2 separate regions of the Ovis aries genome follow, and region 2 is linked to region 1. Evidence: chromatin contacts called from public Hi-C data. All regions are on one chromosome and are shown on one strand. Each heading gives the region's core, a stretch centred on a gene start, on an enhancer-like site or on the middle of the called end of the contact. The rest is flanking DNA. Distances are from core to core; before and after follow the strand shown.

Region 1 (3,642 bases), core at 249-2,748:
GAGGCAGCTGGCCCCGCATGGGGTGTGGGCGGTGGCTCTGGGCTAATGGGAATCTTGAGGAAGTGTTGGCTGAAAGGAAGCAAATAGAACCCTCCAGAGTCCTACAGGACCAAGTCCCCGATTGCTCCCTTCATGCTTCTCTGTGCCAAGATCTGAGTCTTAACACGGATGAGCAGAGCCTGGCTGGAGAGACCGCATGTACCCTGTGACCCTGGAAGATGGAAACTAGCATAGACCAAGGGCCTTACCCCAGCGAGAGAGTCTCAGGGAAGATGATTCGGCAAACTACCAAACAGAGTCCTCCTTTTCCTTCTGAAAAGAAACAGATACATAAGAGAAAAAGTACCTCATGTGGATTTCTGCCAAACGGGGCACAGGTCCCCGTTAGGTTGGCACCTGCCTGGCAGGAGCTCACTGGAACTGTTAAAAAGTTGAGGCTTGGGCCCAAGTCTAATGATGAGAGAAGCCGTCAGACACATCACCAGACACCTGATGAGCACTGCCCAAAACCATCAAGGTCACTGAAAACAAGGAGTGTCGGAGGGACTGACTGCCACAGCCAAGAGGAGGCTCAGGAGACCTGAGGACTGCAGGAACTTGGGTGGGATCCCGCACCAGAACAAGACCTTAGGAAAAAGTTCAGGAAATCCAGATGAACTGTGGACTTCCGTTAAGAATAATGATTAGTTCTAGTTCATTAATCGTAACAAGTAGACCATCTTAACGTAATATGTCTGTAACAGGAGAAACTGGATAAGGGATGTTTTGGAACCCTCTGTGCTTTCTTAATTTTTCTGTAAATCTTAAACTATATGTTAAAAAAAAAAAACTATTAAAAAATAAGTGGGGAGGTTGAAGGCAGACTTGGAAGCCAGCCTGCTAGGGATCCAGTCCCAGCCCCTCCTCGCCTCAGGCAAGTCACTAGACCCTTTCTGCCGCACCTCCGTTTCCTCCTCAGGAAACGGGACTCCTCACAGGACCTCGGATTGTCCTGGGGACAGAATGAGTTAAAACTTGTCAAACTCTGGAAGAATGTGCCTGGCACCGAACAAGTGCCACACGTGCTTATTTAGTACGTAAATAAAACTATAGGTGTGGATTTACCTCAAACGTCCTGTAAAATAGAAGTAAGTGTACAGTAGCTTGAGTTTTAATTTTCCTTAAAAAAAAAAAAAAAAGCATGCTCAGGGCTCAGTTTGGGCTCTTCTGTCCCAGAAATTCCGTGACCCTGCCCTCTCCCTCTGGCTTGGCCTGAATTTGGTTCTTCCTGCTCTTTCTCCCAAGGGATTCCCATTCTGTGCCAGGTTCAGACAGGATGACTCAGCCTGGAAACCTCCCATCAAAAGGCACATCAGCGCAAGCAGATCCCCTGCCCGCTTGCCTGTCCTGGCTCTTCTTCCTTGGGAGGGTACTCTGGCATCTAGGTTTCAGCACTGGCCCCGAGACACCTCTAGCCTCACCCTCTTCCCCCAGACACACAGCCACAAGCCCTCTAGCCGACTTTCCTGCCTACACTGATGCCCTTCCAGCTCAGAGAGCTAAAGAGGAGACATCCCCGCCCAACAGGATGCTTGGGAAATGCGTGTGTTCCTTACGGCTCAGGAAGAGGTCTTTCTCTAAAGAACAATCCTGAACTTTGTCCAGAGCGTTGCGAGCTTGCTGCGAGTCATCTTCCTGTGAGCATCTGGAAAAAAAGCCTTGTGTCCAAGCAGAATTGGAAGCACACCTCTACTGTTTCCTTTAGTCAGGACCTTGAGTTCCTGGAGCTGTTTCCTGCCCCCGCTGATGGCCATGGTCCCTCTCCGGGGCTGCCAGGTACAACCAAAGCCAAGCTCTGCAGTGTGGCAAAGAACAAAAACCTGAAGCTTCGCAATGAGGCTGAATCTCCCAGTCACTTTCCCTGGTGGATTCCCCTACTTTTTTTTTTTTTCCCCTAAAGAGGCTTATTTCTTGTTCAGAGACACTGGTGAAGGGGGTCATTGACATGCCCCTCTGTTTACAGGTGAGGAAGCCAAGTCCCTCTGGAGACAAAAAAGATGTCAGACACATTTCCCGTTTGGAGATGGGGTTGCAATTCCTCATCCACGTTCTAGCCGGAGTTAACTTGTTTTCTTTGCTTTTCTTTGCCAGCACTTGGCAGTGACCTACATAGACCACATGCCTAATAATAACTTGAGCTTTATTAGCACCCAGCATTCAAAGGCCTCTGGGAATTTGGCAAAAGGCAGTATTTAGTAAATCATCTGCTTGTTGCAAACAGACTTTGCACTTCTGGAGCAGCCTTTGAAGAGGAGAGGCTGCTGGCTGGGAGTTATCAGTACAGCGGTCGCTTGTCTGACTATTTTCCTCTTCATCTTTTTATCTGGAAATCTCCAAGACCATGGCTCACTTGTAAAGGGTTGATATTTGAGACAGGTAACTACTAGTCTATCTCAGGTATCAACCTATCAGAATGGCTTTTGGCCAAGAGTACCCACCCAAAGTTCTACCCCTCACTCCTGCCTCTGATTGGCCAGGCATTGCCCCTGAAGCTGCAGGTTTAGGGGAAGGTCCAGGGAGTTCCAGGGAAGGGTTCTAGGTGGTGGGACAATGACTGTTCCAAGAGACAGGAAAATAATTCAATATTTAACCAGCTGACTTTCAACCCTATATGCTCACATATTCTCAGTTCCTAGGAGTACAGATCTATGCCATGTGGCTTAACATAAGCTTGTTCCTAAGTGTGCATGATGGCGGGTCAAGGAGTAGAACTGTTTGGATTCAAGAGCCTTGAGGATTTCATTCGACTGTGTCTTAGCTCCTCTATGGTCCGCTGGAGTGACGGCCAGGTGTAAGAAGAAGAGTGGGTGCAGGTCATAAATGATAACACAAGATAAGCAAAGCGAGGGAAGCCCAAGAGGGTCCATAAGTCCAAAGGATGGTGTAAAACTAGACATGAGAGACAGGGCAGGACAGGGCAGATGCTGGAAAGATCCGAGGATCAGAGTGTCCGGAAGCAAGAGGGTCTAAAACACTTTCCTCAAAAGTATCATCACTTGCTGCCAGGGAAGCTTAGCCATGGTTAAAAATGTCAGGAGGGTGGAGCTACTCAATTCTCAGCAGTTCTTAGAAGTGCCTTGTGAAAAGATTTTCCCCAAGTGTTTCCCCTGCAACACACCCAACAAGCTGTTTCTAGAAAAGTTGTCCCAGGTGCCAAAGCTGGTACTTAAGAAGGACCATTGTTGGAAGGGCTGCTTCCCACTGGCAAAAAGCATGATTGGATGGCGGAGGGGGTCATTTCCATCACAGAATCCAAATTCCCTAGGACTTTGGCCATCTCAGAGCAGGATAGTTTTATAAATTTGTACCAATACCGTAATTTTCAAAGTGGTCTTGAAGCCACTGGAGTTGCAAGAAGTCTCCTGATGGATGCAGATTGCTTCCAAATATATGAGTCCTTTCTTCTACTCTTCTCAGTGAATGCCACACAATCCTCCAACCGTCATTTAGGGAGAACTAATCCCTTCTTACCAGTAACTTATTAAGTGAGTCATTAAGGATGACTGAATTTGTGAACCAGAATTAGCATGTGCCCAGAATAATTTTATTCAGCATTCTACCCCAAATCCTGTCATGCATGCAACATGTGGCAACTTGCAAAGC
Region 2 (4,038 bases), core at 1,420-3,919, 160 kb after region 1:
TTGAACAGCATTATTTTTTAAGGTTATGTACACTGTTTTTTTTAAAACATAATGCAGTTACACACTCAATAGACTATACTACAGTATAAACATTACTTTTATATACAGGAGAAAGAGAAAAATTCACAACTTGCTTTAACTGCAGTGGTCTGGAACCAAACCCACAGTATCTCGGAGGTCTGCCTCTTAACAGGAACCAACTCGCTAAGTGTGTTGGCCAAACGTGCACCTTAACCTGAGACAAGGTGAGTGACAGGATCCCTTTTCCCTGCGGAGAAGTAGAGAAGCGCTGTCTGAGACCTGCCCTGCTCCGCACCTCCAGACACCTCCCCTCCCAGACTCGTGGCTGCTCCCTCGCTGAGCCCGCAGTCACTCTTGGGACCCTTCTCTTCACCTGACTCAGGAAGTCAGCTGACAACACCCTACCGGTTTCCAGCTTGGTGGCAGCTGCTGTTACCCCTTCCCCCAGAAGGACCCTGCGCATTCCTCTCCCCGGTATGCTGCAGGCTGTCTCCGAGGCCGAGCACCTCCCCTGCCCCCTCCATTCTGATTTAATGGAAGGCTCCCTGGGTGATTTTCCTGGGCAGCTGGGGTGGAGAAACACTGCCTGGAAGGAAGCCACTCGGCAGTTAAGGTGGGGGGTGGCGCGGGCAGGAGGAGCAGGACTGGGGCCTCCATTGCCCACAGCTCTGCCTGCGCTTGCTGTCCAGCCTGACAAGCACGTACCTGTCTCCTCTGCCCGTGTCACTAGCTTGAGATCATGTAGTTCAGAGTCAAGGCAGACTAAGCAAGGGTCTGCCATTCCTTGAAAAAAGGAAAGGAGAGAGCAGGCCTTCTGACGTGCACCACTTTTTCACAAAGGTAAGCTTTGTCTGAGACCTAGAGAGAATTCCCTCCAACGAGCAGCACCTCCCCGTGCCCCGCCGCCAGCTCTCTCCCAGTCTTCCCTGCGCAGCCCCAAACTTGGGACATCATCACAGATGGCTCCCTGCCCCTCCCCGTCAGGTCCTGTGGCCTCCGCCTGCCAAGCACACCGCCTCCTCCCACCTTAGGACTGTTGCCCCTCCTGCCCTGAAACCACCTCCCAGAATCCCCACCCGTCTCCAAAGGCAGCCTGAGCTGTGTTTAGAGCAGGGGACCAGAAACATGCCACTCGAGGGGCTTCCCAAAGACTCAGGGCTAAGGCTCAAGTCCCCCTTTTCTCTCTCACCCTGCAGCCTTGGCTTTGCCCCTCAGCCTGGCTCCTCCCGGAGGACGTGTCTCCTGTAACTCCTAGCCTGTACTCGGGCTGTTGGGCTCTCCGTTCTCTGTGGAATGTCCAGCTCTCCTCTCCTGACTCCCCGGGCCCTCCAGCAGCTGCACCCCCAGTTGCTGCTCCGGAACTACCTGTGGGGGAGCCCCCAGCACACTTCCAGCAGCAGCCCGAGAGAGGACAGCGCAGCCTCCGGGAGAGCAGCATGGGTGAGTGAGATACACCCGTCTTCCTGAAGTTAGCATCATTTTCTGAACCCAGCCACATGTCCGGTACCAGTGAGCACACGCTGTGATACGGGCTGCACGTCGAGTGCCAGGGCTTCCGAGTCCAGATGGTGACCTGGCCAGTGCAGACCTGGGTCCAGCCCCTCAGGCCTTCAGGGCTGGCTCTGGCGAAGGGAAGGGGGCTTTGCAGGTAGAGCTGGGGGAAGAGGAGGATGGAAAGACACCTGAAAGCAGCTGGGTCCCTGCTGGAAACCAAGACGGTCCAAACCCAGCTCCCCCACCCTGTGAGGTGTGGTGGCCACAAGTTCAGTAACTGCACGAGCTGACCCTGGGGAACAGAAGTGTCAGTTTGACTTAAAGAAAACTAATGTCTACTTAAATCTTTTGGAAGGAGGTGATTGAAGTGGTGAAGTAGAAGAACGCAGAGTCCACTCCACCCACAAATACATCAAAACTACACTTAAACTGGAACAGTTTTCACAGAACACCAGCTGAGAGCAGCTGGGTATCTCAAATACCCGGCACTGAAAGAAAGATCCCCACTTAACCTGGTAAGACTAAAGGCAAAAACTGGGGCAGGGAGAATCCAGGTGGGGCCTGTGCCCCAAGGGAGGGAGCTGCAAAAGAGGAACCTCCTGTGCCAGGACAGAGGGAGGCTGCAGGGGCCTGGACTTTGCCCACGAGGAGAGTGCACTGGCCACCAGCAGAGAGAGAGGAGCCGAAACTGACAGCAGCCACATCCCCATGCTTCCCAGCCTAAGACATGCGCCTGCTGTTACGTGCCTGGTACTGAAACTTGGGCTTTGGCGGACACACCCGAGGAGGGGACTTGCTTTGGTGGTGTGGTCCAGAGCACAAGTGTGCGCATGCCAAAGGCAGGTGGAGCTGATGCGCAACCTCTTGCAGTGGAGACGAGGTCAGTTTTGTGGCTGTGCATCGTGGGTGGCGGGCAGTGTCTCAGAGTTGCCTATCCCAGCAGGAGCGCTGCAGTCCCACCTCCCTCTCACTGCAGCTTAGATCCGGGTCTGGGGGCTTCTACTCCTACAACTGGGGAGCAACCCCTAACCCCCAACGGGGCAGTGACCAGCACTGAGCAAAGAGGAGGCCCTGATCATCACGGCACCGCGGCCAGCACAGCCTGAGCCAAACACATGGCTGGTGTCCACAGCAAATACAGCCTTTGCACCAGAAATACTAGAGTGACATAGTTCTACAGAGGGGTGTGCCCACATAAAAACAGTCTTTCAGGACTATAGTACATCATGGTTTCTCCTAAATTTATAGAGAAAAAGAAATACATGTAAATAGAGGAACCACTCCTGCCTAAGAGAATCCCCTGAAAGAGCAAACAGGCCCTTCCAGTCTGGCAGGCCCCAAGTTCCAAAGGGAGGTGTAAAAACGCTGAAGTGATTAAGAAGGCCATCAGTAGAAATGCAGATCCCTGTAACAAGGAACTGGAAACCATAAGGAAGAGCCAGTCAAAATCAGACAACTCAATTGCCAAGGTGAAAAACCATTAAGTGACCTGTAACAGAAATCACCCAATCAAAACAGCAGACAGAAAGAAGAAAAAAATGAAACATATTAGGTATATAAGATAATACTAAAGCATGCCAACCTATGCATTATAGGGATTTCAGGAGGAGGAGAAAGGGAAAAGTAGATCAAAAATGTATTTGAAGAAATTACGGCTCAAAAGAGTGAAGAAGGAAAAATGTATTCATAGGTGAAAGAAATAGAACCCCAAACAGGATGAATCCACACGGACCCACACCAAGACGTGTCATAATTAAGATGCCAAAAGTTAAACAGGATTCTAAAGGCAGCAAGAGAAAAAGTCAGTTACAAGGGAACCCCCCTAAGGCTACCAGCTGATTTCTCTGCAGAAGTGCTGAGTGTGTCTTACCACTCTCTGGCCTACAAAGTCCCCAAAGGGAAAAATCTGCAACCTAGGACACTATTCAGAAGGATTATCATTTAGAATAGAAGGAGATGGAAAGAATTTCTCAGATAAGCAAAAACTGAAAGGAGGTCTCTAGATAGAAAAAAGCAAGAACCTATAGGAAAGGGAAAGTCACATTAGGAAAGGCAGATACATAAAAGGATTGAAGATCAATACTATATGCCAGCACATAATCATTTTCACACACACAAAAATATCAACTACGAGATGTAATTTTGTGATTTCCTGTGATTCTGATGAGTCACAAAATGAGGAGGGGAGTAGGAAAACGTACATCTTTTAGAATGTAGAGCAAAGAGTGTGCATGACTGTCAGTCAAGCAGATATAATAATTACTGTTATAATAATAAACGAGTTAATAAATTTGAAAACCAGGGTAACCACAAATCAACTCTCAAAAATCATTAAGAAATCAAGCATAATACAAAAGAAAATTATCAAGCCACAAAAGGAAGAAAAGAACAAAGAAGAAATTTAAAATGTCAGTAAATACAGACCTATCAGTAAATACTCATATATCAGTGGGCTAAATGCTTTGATCAAAAGACACGGAGTGACGGACTGAATAATAAAACGAGAACCTACAGCATGCTGCC

What was found. Hi-C and Micro-C count contacts between places; a contact is called where the count stands out from the background.
Region 2: a contact with region 1 is called in a Hi-C map of mixed tissues, with 2.3 times the contacts expected there. The contact joins two enhancer-like sites. A contact is called at or near these places in 2 of 16 Hi-C or Micro-C datasets (liver and mixed tissues).

What each region holds. Positions count from the first base shown.
Region 1 is chr19:15,145,818-15,149,459 of ARS-UI_Ramb_v3.0, forward strand. It overlaps LOC105603397 (a long non-coding RNA gene), which reads left to right. Exons shown (of 10, transcript XR_009597390.1): 10 at 1-1,109. Among named protein-coding and RNA genes, the nearest start is that of SNRK, 73 kb to the right of the region's middle. Within about 2 kb of position 1,499, at least 16 of the 54 cell types and tissues checked have an H3K27ac peak or open chromatin away from gene starts, as enhancers often do. A contact at or near this core is called in liver, where this site is marked.
Region 2 is chr19:15,301,377-15,305,414 of ARS-UI_Ramb_v3.0, forward strand. The region is part of intron 12 of ANO10 (anoctamin 10); the gene reads right to left. LOC105603399 (a long non-coding RNA gene) reads left to right here. Exons shown (of 7, transcript XR_006057013.2): 2 at 109-495; 3 at 752-861; 4 at 1,218-1,461; 5 at 1,871-2,395. Among named protein-coding and RNA genes, the nearest start is that of SNRK, 83 kb to the left of the region's middle. Within about 2 kb of position 2,670, at least 3 of the 54 cell types and tissues checked have an H3K27ac peak or open chromatin away from gene starts, as enhancers often do. A contact at or near this core is called in liver, where this site is marked.